Regions from separate parts of the Mus musculus genome. Here all the other regions are linked to region 1. A link is a contact called in public promoter capture Hi-C data. All regions are on one chromosome and are shown on one strand. Each heading gives the region's core, a stretch centred on a gene start, on an enhancer-like site or on the middle of the called end of the contact. The rest is flanking DNA. Distances are from core to core; before and after follow the strand shown.

The links. Promoter capture Hi-C pulls out the DNA fragments that hold promoters and counts their contacts.
Region 2: a promoter capture Hi-C map of cranial neural crest shows a contact between it and region 1. The contact joins the promoter of Atp5j2 here to the promoter of Pole in region 1. A contact is called at or near these places in 5 of 39 promoter capture datasets (cranial neural crest, frontonasal cranial neural crest, maxillary cranial neural crest and 2 more).
Region 3: a contact with region 1 is called in a promoter capture Hi-C map of pre-B cells. The contact joins the promoter of Cpsf4 here to the promoter of Pole in region 1. A contact is called at or near these places in 3 of 39 promoter capture datasets (cranial neural crest, maxillary cranial neural crest and pre-B cells).

Annotation. Positions count from the first base shown.
Region 1 is chr5:110,283,626-110,288,417 of GRCm38.p6, forward strand. Pole (polymerase (DNA directed), epsilon) reads left to right here and starts at 2,694. Exons shown (of 49, transcript NM_011132.2): 1 at 2,694-2,824. The coding sequence starts at 2,763. It overlaps Pxmp2 (peroxisomal membrane protein 2), which reads right to left and starts at 2,543. Exons shown (of 5, transcript NM_008993.2): 1 at 2,259-2,543; 2 at 21-128. The coding sequence starts at 2,380.
Region 2 is chr5:145,189,266-145,194,057 of GRCm38.p6, forward strand. Atp5j2 (ATP synthase, H+ transporting, mitochondrial F0 complex, subunit F2) reads right to left here and starts at 2,276. Exons shown (of 4, transcript NM_020582.3): 1 at 2,238-2,276. The coding sequence starts at 2,250.
Region 3 is chr5:145,165,123-145,169,914 of GRCm38.p6, forward strand. It overlaps Cpsf4 (cleavage and polyadenylation specific factor 4), which reads left to right and starts at 2,091. Exons shown (of 8, transcript NM_001291248.1): 1 at 2,091-2,337. The coding sequence starts at 2,235. It overlaps Ptcd1 (pentatricopeptide repeat domain 1), which reads right to left and starts at 1,982. Exons shown (of 9, transcript NM_133735.2): 1 at 1,832-1,982; 2 at 1-411. The coding sequence starts at 385.

The DNA.
Region 1 (4,792 bases), core at 1,444-3,943:
CAGATCTCTGTGGTACTTACCCATAAACTAAATATCTGAGAAGCCCACTGACTTCTAGATTTTGAGAGTCTTTTTTCCGCTTCTCAATCGTCTGGGCCAGAAGGTTTCCAAGGGCTGACAAAATGCCGCTGTAGAGGAAGAGACAATCAGAAAATGAGCAGCAGACACAAGAGCCTGTCCCGCATGGCAGTAGCACGGCTGCTGTAAGATCTTCCTGTGTAGAGCCGGGTGTGGTGGTGCACACCTTTAATCCCAGCACTCAGGAGGCAGAGGCAGGCGGATTTCTGAGTTAGAAGCCAGCCTTGTCTACAGAGTGAGTTCCAAGACAGCCAGAGCCATACAGAGAAACCCTGTCTCGAAAAACAAAAACAAAAAACAACCACCAACAACAAAAAAAGATCTTGCTGTGTAGATCATGGGATGAGTCCCTATTGAAGTAACTTGCTAAGTTAGGTAAAGCCCCAGAAGATAGAGGCACTATGACCTAAAGTGAAAACCACAGATGAGCACAGTGAGACATCCACCTGCGGGGCTGTGTGCCTTCCAACATCCCCACAGCTGCTCCATTGAAGGCATGGATGTAAAAGGCAATAGGAGGGATCCTCACAAGGACATGGTCTGTGGGCTGTATTTAAGCAAATAACTCTATGTTGTAGTTTTGTTTTGTTTTGTTTTGTTTGTTTGTTTGTGTTTTTTTTGTTTTTTTGTTTTGTTTTTGAGACAGGGTTTTTCTGTATACCCCTGGCTGTCCTGGAACTCACTTTGTAGACCAGGCTAGCCTCGAACTCAAAAATCTGCCTGCCTCTGCCTCCCGAGTGCTGGGATTAAAGGCTTGTGCCACCACGCCTGGCTCTTAGTTTCTTTTTATGTTGCAAAATGAACAAAAACCAAACCAAACAAAAAATGAGACAAAGGCAACTTAAGAGAACAATGGCTTATTTCAGCTCCCAGTTAAAGGTTCAAGTCCATCAAGGCAGAGAAGTGAAGGCAACAGGAGGTTGAAGGATCTCCTCACAGCACACCCACAATGAAAAGAGAGAGAAAACGCGTGCGGTTCAGCTAGCTCACTTTTTCCACTTCCAGTCAGACACCAACTAGGAATGGTGGCGCCCCTAGTGGGCAGATCTTCCCAGCTCAAAGAAGATAATCAAGATAAGCCCCTCAGGCATGCTTAATTCCTAAATGTTATCAAGTTGACAACTAGCTTTAACCACCACAGCTGTCTTCTAAAAAGCTATAAATCCAAAACTTTTAGTATGGATCATAAGGACCCTCTTGACTTGACCCCTGGTTACCTCTTCCTATCTACTCTCCCTGGTCATTTTCTCCACCAGAGTCCTTCTCTTCACCCCTCCGACATTCTCTGAATTCTTCCCCCAGAACTTTTACACTTACTGTGCCCTGTAAACAACCGCTTCTCTTCTCTGTGCTTCTGACCAACGTCAACAACCCAGGAGAAATTTCCCTAACTGCTCTAAGTTATACATTTATCTGCCTTTTGCGGGGGTGGGGTGGGGTGGGGTGGGAAGATGGACTCGTTCTTCTTAGCTCCGAGAGAAGTCTATGCGCCTGTTCTGATCACAGCTATGTGCCCGCGCACAGGAAGCACTCTGCACACACTTATGGAAAAGCTAAGTTAATACAGAACCTACAAAATGCACTAATGGAAATGAACAGAAACAGGGATATCTCGTTAGGAAACCGAACGATGTAATTCAAAGGGCAGAGTTCACCAGCGACCGTGCCTGGGTTGCTCAGGGTTAGAATGTGTCCCTGACTCGCGGGTCTTCACAACACTCAGACTGCAAAGGCTAACTAATGCTTGGGACCCAACACACAAACAGCACTTACTGGCTAAGCAGAACGGGGTCGCACCTTAAGGAAGAACTCTGCCTTCCTCCACAGCAGTGGTTCTCAACCTTCTTATCGCTGTGACCCTTTAATAATACAGTTAGCTCCTCATGGTGTGGTCACCCCAACCATAAAATTACTTTCACTGCTACTTCTAAACTGTAATGCTGCTACTGTTGTGAATCATAACGTAAATATCTGATATACAGGATATCTGATACGTGACCCCCTGTACAAAGGTCGTTCAACCTTTAAGGGGTTCCCGACGTACAGGCTGAGATCCACTGCTGCTCGGGCAATATCTGAGCTGCTTGGTCTGCAGACGCCCCCTCTCTTAACCTCCCCTGCAGGAGAGTCTCCCCTGTCGGCACCCCTCCTTTTCACCCCACTTCCCAGTAGGCGCCCACCTGCTGACTGCTTTGGTGAGCACCGGGTAGAGCTTTAGGAGCAGCAAGTATTGGGCGAGCGCTCGCTTGGGAAGCGACCCGAGCTCGGATTCCACCCGCAGCCTGGACGCCGCAGGTGCCATCGCGGTCCGGATGTCTAAGTCGCCCCGGGCGCCCACCCAACAGCTAGGCAGTCGGGCACCCGGCCCGGGACACAGGGCACAGGGCGGGGACGGCCTGACATTTTCTGCCCTTCCTCCGCCCTCAGCGAGCCCGGCCGTCCCGCCACGCGCGCGGCCAGCTAGTGCACTCTTTTCCCCCGGTCCCTGCGACCCACCCTCTGCGCTCGCCGGAGGATTGGAGAGCCGAGGGGCGGGGCGGGGCGGGGCGGGGCGATGGGGGCGGGCCCCGGCTAGGTCCATCTGAGGCCGCGCCTTCTCATTGGCCGAAGCCGTAGCCTCGCGAGAGCACGTGGAGAGCGCGCCAAATTCTCCCCGGAGCCTGAGGGAGCTTTGGAGCGTCGCAATGGTCCTGAGGAACAGTGGACGGAGGCACCCCGAGCCGGGCGCGGATGGCGAAGGCAGCCGGTGAGAGCCGGTGTCCTGCTGCCAAGGCGCTGGCGGTAGCCGCGGCCGGAGCAAGCTTGGGCGGGCGCGGTGTCCGGGGGTTCAGGGGTGGGGAAAACAGCGGGCCCGGCGCGCGGCGCGGAGGACAGGGCGGGCTCCCGTCTTCGCCCTGTGTGGTTTCCGTAGTTTTTATTGAGATGCTAAACTCAACTCCGTGGCCCAGGCTGCTTCTCTAGAAATATCTGTGCCTGCCCTGTGACTTGACTAGGGGTGAACATCTATTCTCATCAGACAAGAAGGGAACGGGGAAAGTAAAGGAAGATTCTGTCTAGACCAGCTCGGCGAAGTAAACCAATTTATTAAACCAAAAGCCGAAACCCTTACGCATCACATCAGCAAGAGATTCTAGAGTATGGTGACAAAGGAAACTGATGTGGATATCGTATATAGAGATTGGTGACACTGTGGCAGAATAAGACTCTGTATCAGGGGCTGGTGAGATGGCTCAGTGGGTAAGAGCACCCGAGTGTTCTTCTGAAGGTCCAGAGTTCAAATCCCAGCAACCACATGGTGGCTCACAACCATCCGTAACAAGATCTGACTCCCTCTTCTGGAGTGTCTGAAGACAGCTACAGTGTATTTACATATAATAATAAATAAATCTTAAAAAAAAAAAAAAGACTGTGTATCAGAATGTGAGCACTCATTGAGTGGAAGCCCGGTTAGAGCTGAATAGTGATAGTGTTTTCCTATTATATGTGAAGCTCTGGGTTTGCTGTACAACACCTGCATAGCAGCCAGGGTAATTGACCTGGACCAGTAAGCGGTTCTTCAGTGACAGGTTCCTGAGAGAGTGATGGCCAGGGGGATGAGGAGGAGATGGAGAAGATAAGAGCATTCAGGATCAGGAGGTGTCACACAGAGTGATGGCTCATGCAAGCAAGTTTATTAGGAAGTACAGCATCTTTTTTTTTTTTTGATGTATTTACTTATTTTATGTATGTGAGTACTCTGTAGTTGTCCTGTCTTAAGACACACCAGTCAGATCACATTGTAAATGGTTGTGAACCACCATGTGGTTGCTGGGAATTGAACTCAGGACCTTTGGAAGAGCAGTCAGTGCTCTTAACCACTAAGCCATCTCTCCAGCCCCAAGCCATTTCTTCAAGCCCCCAAGTACAGTGTCTTACATAGAGGTTTTGTACCTCTATGGAAAGGTGGGTGGGACAGTGTCATAGAGCAGGTAGCAGCCTTGGGACAGAAAACCATAGCCCCTTAAGGATGAGAAGAGATGATTTCTTAGGATCCGGATCCACAGCGCCCTCAAGGCCCTGGTTCTCAGGCTATTACTTGCTCTACCAAGCTCATTCCTGATTTAGAAAAAGGAGCTATGTTCTTTTTCATACATCCAAGCCTCAGTCTAACAGTAACAATAGTTACTGTGTTGACTTCTTCATGTCCATGATGCCATGGAAAGACACGTGAGGTGGGCAGTACTCATACTGTTATGTTCATGCTAGACTTCAGTTTAGAGATGAGAGATGTGAAGTACTTTATCTACATTTACAACTATTTGATGTGCATATATAAATATATATTTTACATATATTAGATTTTATGCATTATATAATTATGTTATTACATGTGGCATTGTATGTTGTATATATAATATATACTTTATATATTACATGTGTATATGTAGCTAGAAGTGCAATACAGAACCTCACATACTCTACCACTAGGACATATCATCAACTAAGGACGTGCCCTTAGTCATTCAACTTTGCCATGTACTTGAGCAGATGGAAAGTTGTTGCTGCATAAATAAATAAAACCTTTTAGAAACCTTTTGTTTTTAAGAATTTGGTTATATTCACACACATACCCTACTCCTCTCAATTCTTCCCATATATAACCTTTTCCAACTTAGAGACCATATATGTATGTATGTATGTATGTATGTATACACATGCACACACACACATATAT
Region 2 (4,792 bases), core at 1,026-3,525, about 35 Mb after region 1:
GCCTGCAAAGTTGTTTTCTGACCTCCATACAGTCCCCGTGGCTCTTCTGCACATGTGCACATGCACGCGCACACTCGAGAGAGACAGACACACACTCATGAACATACATACTCATGTGCCACCATGCTCGCCTTTTTTTTTTTTTTTTTTTTTTTTTTTTTTAAGACAGGATCTTATGTAGCTCATGCTGGGCTCAAACCTGCTGCTGTATGTCAATGGATGTCTTTGGCATGGCGGATCCTGCTACCTTCCAAGTGCTGGAGTTACCAGCTTTATGTGGTGCTGAGGATGGAACCCAGGACTTTGTGCCTGTGGGGCAAGCACTCCACCAACTGAGCCGCAACCCGACTACTCCACCCCTCCCCAGCCCCGCCCAGTATCTTTCTTGAACTGAGTCATCTTTTTGTTTGTTGGTTTGGTTTTTTTGAGATAGGGTATTGCTATACAGTACCGGCTAGCCTTAAACTCATGGATAATCTTCTTGTTTCAGCTTTCCCACTGCTAGGGTGACAGGGGTACAATATCAACCCCCAGCTGGCGAAGTGTACTAAACTCTTTAGTCTTTCCTTCAAAGGTCTCTTCACACTAACCCTCTACTTAAATAAGATTGCAAACTTTAAGCTGGGTATGATGGCGCATGCCTTTAACCCCAGCACTTAGGAGGCAGAAGCAGAGAGACTTTTATGAGTTCCAGACAAGCCTGATCTATCTAGTGAATTTCAGGATAGCCACAGCTATTTAGGGAGACCTTGTCTTTAAAAAAAACAAGAAAAAGTGATAGGGGTGGTGGTTGTGGCAGTGGCGGCACACACCTTCAACCCTAGCAATTGGGAAGGCAGAGGCAGGTGGAGTTCAAGTTCAAGGATAGCCAGAGTGGCAGAGAAATCCTGTAGGGGTTGGGATCCAAAACTTCTATTTTTTCAACTTTTTTTTTGGAGAGGAAGGCCCAGGCTGACAATTGTGCTTCTTCAGCCTCTTGAGCAGTGTCATTAATGCTCTTCCCGTTGTCTCTTCTGAAAGCTGTGTTCACTAACCATCTCCTACCATTTTACAGATAAAATAGCTGCTAATGCCCCAGGTGGCAGTGACCTACACCTTTAAGCCCAGTACTGGGGAGACAGAAGCAGGTGGATCCACAGATGAGTTCCATTACAGCTGGAGCTACACAAAGAAATCCTATCTTGCAAAACCAAGTACCAAACCAAATCAAAAAGGCTCAGCTCCTTCACACCCCGTTTTTAGACACCCCCCCCTTCACCTTCCCAGGCTGAGATAAAGAACACTGTAACAAGCTAAGTACAGTAGCATAGGCCTGTAATCCTAGCACTCAGAGATAGACGCTAATACATCACGACTGTGGCAGCAAGTTCATGACCAATCTGGGCTACATGGTGAAACCCTGTCTCAAAAGGAGGAGGTAGACAACTGTGAAATGGCTAGCCTGGCTACTGGAGTTCCTCGGAGTTGTCCTCGAACCTGGACACAAGCTCCAGCATTCCCATGACCATACCTAGACACGTGTGGGACACATAATAACAAAAACAACAATAATGTGTAATCCCAACAGTGCGCAATGAATGTGTGTGGAGATTGACTCGTACGTGTTAAGGGAACATCTGCTTGTCTGTCACAAGGACATTTCTGAAAGGTAATCTCATTTATCATGAGACCCGCCAACCTAGGTCTGAATCCCAGCGAGGCTCTCTCAGGACTGGTGACCTTGAACAGGTCACTTCACCCCAGTAGGCGTATTCAGTCGACACGTATGTAACATAATGTGGTGTCGGGAACCATTCTAGGCATTCGCTGGTCCTGGACCGTAATCTGAAAGCCTCATCTCCAGGGAGGTCCAAGCGCTGCCCAGCGTAAAGGTTCAAGTGACCCTGCCTGTGTCAAGTCGCGCAGGAAGAAAAAGCAGCAGCTTAGTCCTCCGCGGAAGGACAGACAAATGGTTCCGGGCAACGCATGTGCAGGCCCCCAGAAGCCTCTCCGTGCTGACTGGGTCTTCCACCGCCAGGCCAGGCGATGCACAGCAGAAATCCGCTGCAGAGTGGAGGGAGGAGGGCGGGAGCACAGGACCTTATAGTAAGTGTCCAGCGCGCTTCCGGGGAGGCTTCAGTGAAGCCCCGGGTGAAGAGCAAGAGTTCCCGCGGTTCCTTCTCACCCCACTGTGGCCCTGGAGCCTGTGCCCAAATCGGGCTTCCAACCCCAAGGCCAGGAAAGGGCCGAGTACTCACCGAGTGACGCCATCTTGAAGTCCTGGTGTCCGCAGAACTCCAGCCGCGCGCAAAGGCTGCTGGGAAGGGCGCACGCACCCCTGCCGGAGCGGGAAGCAGAGGCTCATGGGAAGTAGATCACCACTTAGGTAGAGCATTTTGAGACCTATCCCAGGCGGAAGCAAAGGACAAAAGAGAAAAGGGACCTTTTGACTTTTTGCCTTCTACTTTTGGATCTCTCATGAGGAATGAGAGGCTTAGGGGTGTGGCTCAGTCCCGGAGTGCTTAAGGCTCTGGTTCCATTCCCAATGCTGAAAAGAAAGAAAAGCAGAGAAGCCTTGAATAGGAACATTTGTTTTAACCCTCCCCAGTCCCTTTTACTTGCTATTCACTGCTCTGACCCCCAAATCCCTCTGAAGTTCCACTCCACATGCTTAAGTGGTTTCCATGATGATTGCAAACACGCCTCCACAGCTGACACCTGCTTAAATGGGTATTTTCTAAAGCTCGTAAAGGTAGTTTTTTTGACCCAAAATCAGAAGTATTAGATTTAAGCCATGTTAGCGCCAAAGTCAGACTACTATATAGCTACAGGCATTATCTTGCCATTAATTCCCAAATTTGGGCCTGAAATACAGCAAGACTGTATGCAATAACAGAGTTAGTCTAGCCTGGAAATCAGTATATGTTTTGGGTTGGCCTGAAACTTTTAGCAGTGACAACTCATGTATGGGAATTATATGTGTGCACTGCCTGTATAAACTGACATAACCACTCCATGGTATAATTAAGGTGAAGGTTTTTAAAATTATTTTTATGTACATGGGTGTTTTGCCTACATATATGTCTGTGTACCACATGCATGCAGGGCCCACTGAAGTCAAAAGAGGTCATTGGATCCCCTGGAGCTGAAGTTAGAAAGACAGTAGTGAATTCCTATGTGATTTGTGGTAATGAAACCTGGGTCCTCTGAAAGAGCAGATAGTGCTCTTAACAGATGAGCCATCTCTCCAGCCCCCATAAGGAAAGGGGATTTTTTTTTAAAGATTTATTTATTTATTATACGTAAGTACACTGTAGCTGTCTTCAGATGCGCCAGAAGAGGGCGTCAGATCTCATTACATGTGGTTGTGAGCCACCATGTGGTTGCTGGGATTTGAACTCAGGACTTTTGGAAGAGTAGTCGGTGCTCTTAACCACTGAGTCATCTCTCCAGCCCCCAGGAGAGGGGATGTTTATTGTAAATATGAGTGAGAGGGAACAGCCAGAGGCATCTGGAAGAGCAGAGAGAAGTAGACTTAACATGGGCATCTGACTGGACATGGTCAGAGCAATCTAAGAGTGAGAGCATGGGGTAGGGTGGGAGTGAGAATAGCAGGCTTATAAGAATGATTCGCTGGAGGGGTGGGGGGAGTCCAGGAGCTAAAGGGAGAAGCATAGAGAAGATGAAAAGAGCCAGAATGCTATAACATGGCCTTTGCTGTGTGTAATGGGTATTTGTGATATTGAGAGACTGGAGGCCAGCATGCATTTTGATATGCTGGTAAATGCCAAAGGTAAGGAAAATGACTCCTTTTGACAGAAAACTGGGCTTCCCGATTCCTTTTACCTGCTATTCACTGTGGAATAGTCACAATTCTTTTTACCGTTCCTAAGGAATGGTGGCTTTTATCTAACCACCAGAAATCCTCCTATAGTCCAAGTTGTGCTCATTTCTGGGTTTTTGGAAGGGGAGCAGGGCACTCTAGCTATTAGTATAGAAGGGGGCTGTAGTCGGCTCAGTTACCATTTCCCTGAAGGGGCTGGGTGGTCCCACATGGGTCATCATCTTAGTGTCTTAAGTGATTCTATCTTGGACCAAAGATCTACACCAGCCCAACATTTCTTATGTCAAGTTCCCAAGTGCTAGGATTACAGGTGTTTACCACCAAACCCTGCTTCGCCTCAGAATGCTTGAGTCTGCCTGTATTTAGAGTTGAGTGTAGAGCCAGTATCAAGAGTTCAGCTCTGAATGCTTTTGACTTTTCAAGATTTTAATGAGCAAGAGAGAAGGAGGCAGTGGGTGTCACAGGCCTTTGACCCCAGCACTCGGGAGACAGAGGCAGGTGGACCTCCCCTCAAGATCAGCCTGGTCTACAGGACGAGTTCCACGCCAGCCAGGGCTACCCAGACTCTGTCTTGGGGCAGAGGGGAAGCAAGAGAGGAGTCTCATTCAAGGGTCCCATTTATCTACTGCTTTGTGTTCATGAAAGGATGAATCCATTATGCTTAGAGTTGTCACTAATACAATTATAGGCCACCTTCCAGCCACTTGCATGTTTAGTCTCATGGGAAAGCTGGATAGAGTGGCACACTGCAACAATCCCAGGACTTGAAAGCCTTAGGCAAGAGGATCACTGTGAGTTTGAAACCAGCCCAGGCTAAAGAGTCTTTGTCTGAAACAAAAGGTCACAAAACAATTTTCATTTTGTTTTGTTGAGATGTTGGAGTCATTGGACTTAGGGCCTTGTGCATGGGAGGCAAAGGTTTTAGCACTGAGCTATAAAGCTCTCCTGAGCATTTCTGGAGGTCCTAGA
Region 3 (4,792 bases), core at 841-3,340, about 35 Mb after region 1:
CCCGCCACGGTCTGGGCTCCAGTTCTTCCTCCTCACCACCCTGTTCCTTGAGCTGCAGGTTGTAGAGCTGGGCCGTTGACTTGTGGAATATCCTCCGGGAGGAGAATTTGCCAGAGAGGCTCCCGAAGCTCTCTTCCTCTGCCTCCTCCTGGGGAGCCACAGTGCTGAGCTTACTGGAGTCAGAGCAGAGGCTGCTCATTTCCTTCTGGTTCCCGCTGCCCAGGGGCAGCGGGGAGGAGGAGCCGCAGAAGGCAGCTCTCAGCCGTGCAGGTCCCTCCCTGCCTCCTGTCCATCGGGTTGATCCAACAAGATCCAGGTGTTGAAGGACAGACAGTCCTATGGGGCGGGGACCGGAAAAGAGCCGGGAGAGTCTTAGGAGGTCCATCGCTGGCTGCCTCGAGCCCCTGCAGCCTGAAATCAAGAAAAATAAGGAAACCGCATCAGACGCCATATAAAAAGTCAGAAAGGAAGGGCTGGCGAGATGGCTCAGCGTGCTCTCCGAAGGTCCTGAGTTCAAATCCCAGCAACCACATGGTGGCTCACCCATAATGAGATCTGACCCCCTCTTCTGGTACATCTAAAGTCAGCGACAGTGTACTTACATATAATAATAAATAAATCTTTGGGCTGGAGTGAGGGGGCCTACTGGTGCAAGCAGGGCCTACCAGAGCGAGCAGAGGTCCTAAAAAATTTCAATTCCCAACAACCACATGAAGGCTCACAGCCATCTGTACAACTATAGTGTACTCACATACATTAAATAAATAAATAAATAAACAAACAAATCTTTTTTAAAAAGAGTCAGAAAAGAGAGACAAGTTTACTCAGAGGGTAGGCTCTGAGTTAGGAAGACCTGGCTCTGTGCAGGGTGGGGAGTGGGAGATCAGTCAAACTTACTATCTCAGCTGGGTAGAAAAGAGTCAGAAATTCAGGGTCACCCTCAGCTATAATGTCAACTTCAAGACCAGCCTGGGCTTCATGAGATTGTCTTTAAAAAGTAAGAGTAAGTCGTGATGGGCCATGCCTTTAGGCCCTGCACCAGGGAGACAGAGGCAGGAGAATTTCTATGAGTTCAATGCCAGTCTGGTCTACAACTGTGAGTCCACGCTACTCAGGGCTACCTAGAGATCCCCAGTCTCGACAACAACAACAAGAGGCTCAAGAGGGTCTCAGCAGATAAAGGTGCTTACTGCAGAGCTCGGTGACCTGAGCTTGATTCCTGAACATACTTGGAAGGACTTGTGGTACAAGCTTTTCCCTAATCTGCACTCGAGTGGTGTGGAAGGCACATATATGCACATGCTCCCTCTCACAGAGCTACACCCTCTCACCCTCGCATTCTATTTTTATTAGGCTGTGCTGGGCCTGCTTACTTTGAAGCCCTTTAATAAAAAAACAAAACAAACAAACAACAACAAAAACAAGACATAATAACAGGGAAAAGAGGTATGACGGTATTTTGAGGCTTAGCTCTACTAGGTTGACTCGCTCTCCAGGGTCTCATGTAATGCAGTCTGGTCTTGAGCTTCTGACCCTTCTGCCTCCACTTGCCAGTTAGTGGGATTACAAGTCTGTACTAACACTACCGGCTTATGCGGTGGTGGGGCAAGCACTTTACCAACTGAGCCACACCTCCTGCCCCCTTACCCGACTTTTAAACGTCTGCATTAGAGCTACACCCACAGAGAGACCTGGGACCCTAGGTCGCCCCTTGCTTCCTCTCCCCAGGCCTTTAGATCCTCCGTTTTCGCATCTGAGCTTGGACAAAGTCCCTCAGGTCCAATTTCCACCCGGCTTCCGGGTTTCCTATGAGGGTTGAACAGAAACTCACTCTGAGCGTTCTAAGCGGCGAGCCCCTAGTGAGACGTCCTCAGAGTCGAGGGACCGCGGCTCCAGAGACAGCGTTCCTGCCCTCAGCACAGACTACGGAGATCCCGCGCAGGCGCACTTGCGTCGCCGCCTCTTGTGTAAGATACAGAACCGAAAGAAACAGGCGATCGGTCGGCGGCTAGTCAGGCCTGAAGGAGTGGCCGGACTCTGAGCTCCGTTGGCTGAGTCTGGATGGGAAAAAAGGGCCGGCGCGGGCTCCAGCGCTCCCGGCATCCCTCGCGGGGCGGCGGCTGCGGCGGCGGCGGTGGCGGCAAGCGAGAAGGGGACGGGGAGAGGTAGCGTGAGTTGCGGAGAGCGGCTGAGAGACCTGAGGGGGAGCTGGGCCCGAGGCCGCCGCCGCCGCCATGCAGGAAATAATCGCCAGCGTAGATCACATCAAGTTCGACTTGGAGATCGCCGTGGAGCAGCAGCTCGGGGCGCAGCCGCTGCCCTTCCCCGGCATGGATAGTGAGTGCGGGGCCCGGCGGGTGGGTGGGCGAGTCTGATTCTGACCAGAGGTTACCCCAGCCCTGGGCCCTGGAACCCGGGACCCTCGCCTAGTTCCTCCGCTTCCGTCCTGGGACTTCCCGGTGTCACTTGAACTCGGGGAGACCTTTCCTTGGATCCTTGATCCCCGGGGACTGCTCCGTGGCAATCCTCGGGACAGCAGGACTGTGTCGGTTGTTCGCGTAATTCTCCAGTGAACGCGTGTCATCCTGAAGTGGAACTGCCTTCTCCCATCCTGCTCCAACTTCAGCAAAGTCTTAGAATGTCCCCCATTTCCACCTCTTAGCGTGCTCCTCTCTACTTTCATCAGAACTAGGCGGTAGAAGAGTCTGAGTGTATCTGACTGTCGAAGACTCCAAGTAGACCCTCATATTCCAGGCTTGCTTTAGTCTAGCTCCTGGGAAATCCTTCCCTGTCCTGGAATTGTCCGTTTTCCTCACTACCCCACCTCCGGGTCACCTGTCCCAACTCAGGCCCCCAGCGAACCTTTAGACCGAGCTATATTTACTGTCCCTCTTCATGTGATGAGATGGTTTTCCTGTTCTGGTGGGATATATCTTCCGTTTGGGGGAGCTGCTTCAATTCAGACAGAACTGTCCTCTTTGGCCAGGTCGTCCTTGCACATATGTCTACTCTTTGTTGTTGTTGTTTTTCGAGACAGAGTTTCTCTGTATAGCCCTGGCTGTCCTGAAACTCACTCTATAGATCAGGCTAGCCTTTTAAGCACTAGGTTTTTACTCAATTTGATGGCACTGCCTTGAGACCATGGAACATTTGTGTGGGGCAATAGATCCACAAACCTGTGGAGGCAAGTGTGCACTTGAAGTAAAGATTTGGGTTTCTTTAAAAAACACAGAAATAGCCGGGCAGTGGTGGCGCACGCCTTTAATCATGGCTCTTAGGAGGCAGAGGCAGGTGGATTTCTGAGTTCAAGGCCAGCCTGGTCTACAGAGTGAGTTCCAGGACAGCCAGGACTACACAGAGAAACCCTGTCTTGAAGGGAAAAAAACAAAAACAAACAAACAAAATCCAGAACCCAGAAAACTACAGAAATAGGAATATATTTTTATTTTAATCCCAGATATGGGATCTGGGGCTGCTTCAGATTTTCCATAGCAGCTGACTATGATTTGCCTCATTCCTTAGCAGGAGTGTGATACTGCCAATGGCAGATAGTTTTTGCCATTGTGTGGCATTTGGAATTCGGAGGACTCTTAAGAGGGTATATAAATGCTAGGGCCCCAAGAATGTGGGTTGTTGGTTGGTTGAGAGTTGTTAAGTAGTTGTGCACAAAAAAGGAACAACAAGAAATTAGATACCCTGACAGCAAAGACCAAACTTGCTCCCTAATCATCCGGGAGCAGTCTAACAATGACATCACCCCCTCTCTCCCTTCCATCCTTTTTTTCTCACCTATCTAGTGTTAGGGGACTAGAAGGGTGGAAGATAAAAGAACCCACAAAGTAGCCAAAGTCTCCCTAGGAGAGCCAGGGATGTGCATAGCATGGGTACCTCCGAAGCTCAGGTCCAGATTTGGTAGGTGCCTTGCTGGGCCTTGACATACCCAACACAACCACAAACAAGAAGTGCGTGCTGAGGCACCTTCCATTGCAGCCACTCAGTGATGGCTCTTGCCTTTAATCCCAGCACTCAGGATGGAGGGACAGGCAGATCTCTGAAACTGAGGCCAAGCTGGTCTACAAAGCAAGTTCTAGAATAGCCAGGGCTGTTACACAGAGAAACCCTGCCTCTGGGGAAAAAGAAAAAAAAAGAAGACAGAAGGAAATGGTGTTTCTGGTTTTTGTTTTATTTTGGTTTGTTGTTTTGGTTTGGTTGTTTTCTTTTATTTCTTCTTTTTTTTTTTTTTTTTTTTTGAGACAGGGTTTCTCTGTGTAGGCCTGGCTGTCCTGGAACTCACTCTGTAGACCAGGCTGGCCTCGAACTCAGAAATCCGCCTGCCTCTGTCTCCCAAGTGCCGGAATTAAAGGCGTGTACCACCACTGCCTGGCTGGTTTTTGTTTTTTAAGTTTACTGTTTTCTGAAAATCCACGCTGATACATCAGTGAAAACTATTTATGAATCCAAGACTTGTTCTGGTGAGTTTCTGGACTTGCTGACTGCTGCCACATGCTGGCTCTGTAGATGTGCTGCCCTCCCAGAGTTGGCTGTGTTTGTGAGGATGAATGGCCTTGCACCTATGTAATTCTATGTAGGTGTCACATATTAAGGGCTGGCCTGCTTGATCTTCCATTATATTCTTCCACTAGGCTAATGTCTAAAGAGGCCCCTGCCTGCTCTGTCATCTTCCCTGCTCAGAGGCTCAGCTAGTGATTTAGTTATTTCCTGTGAGACCATTCATTCCTTCTCTCTGTCTCATACTAATATACTTGTAAATTAACCCCCATGGGAGGGCTGA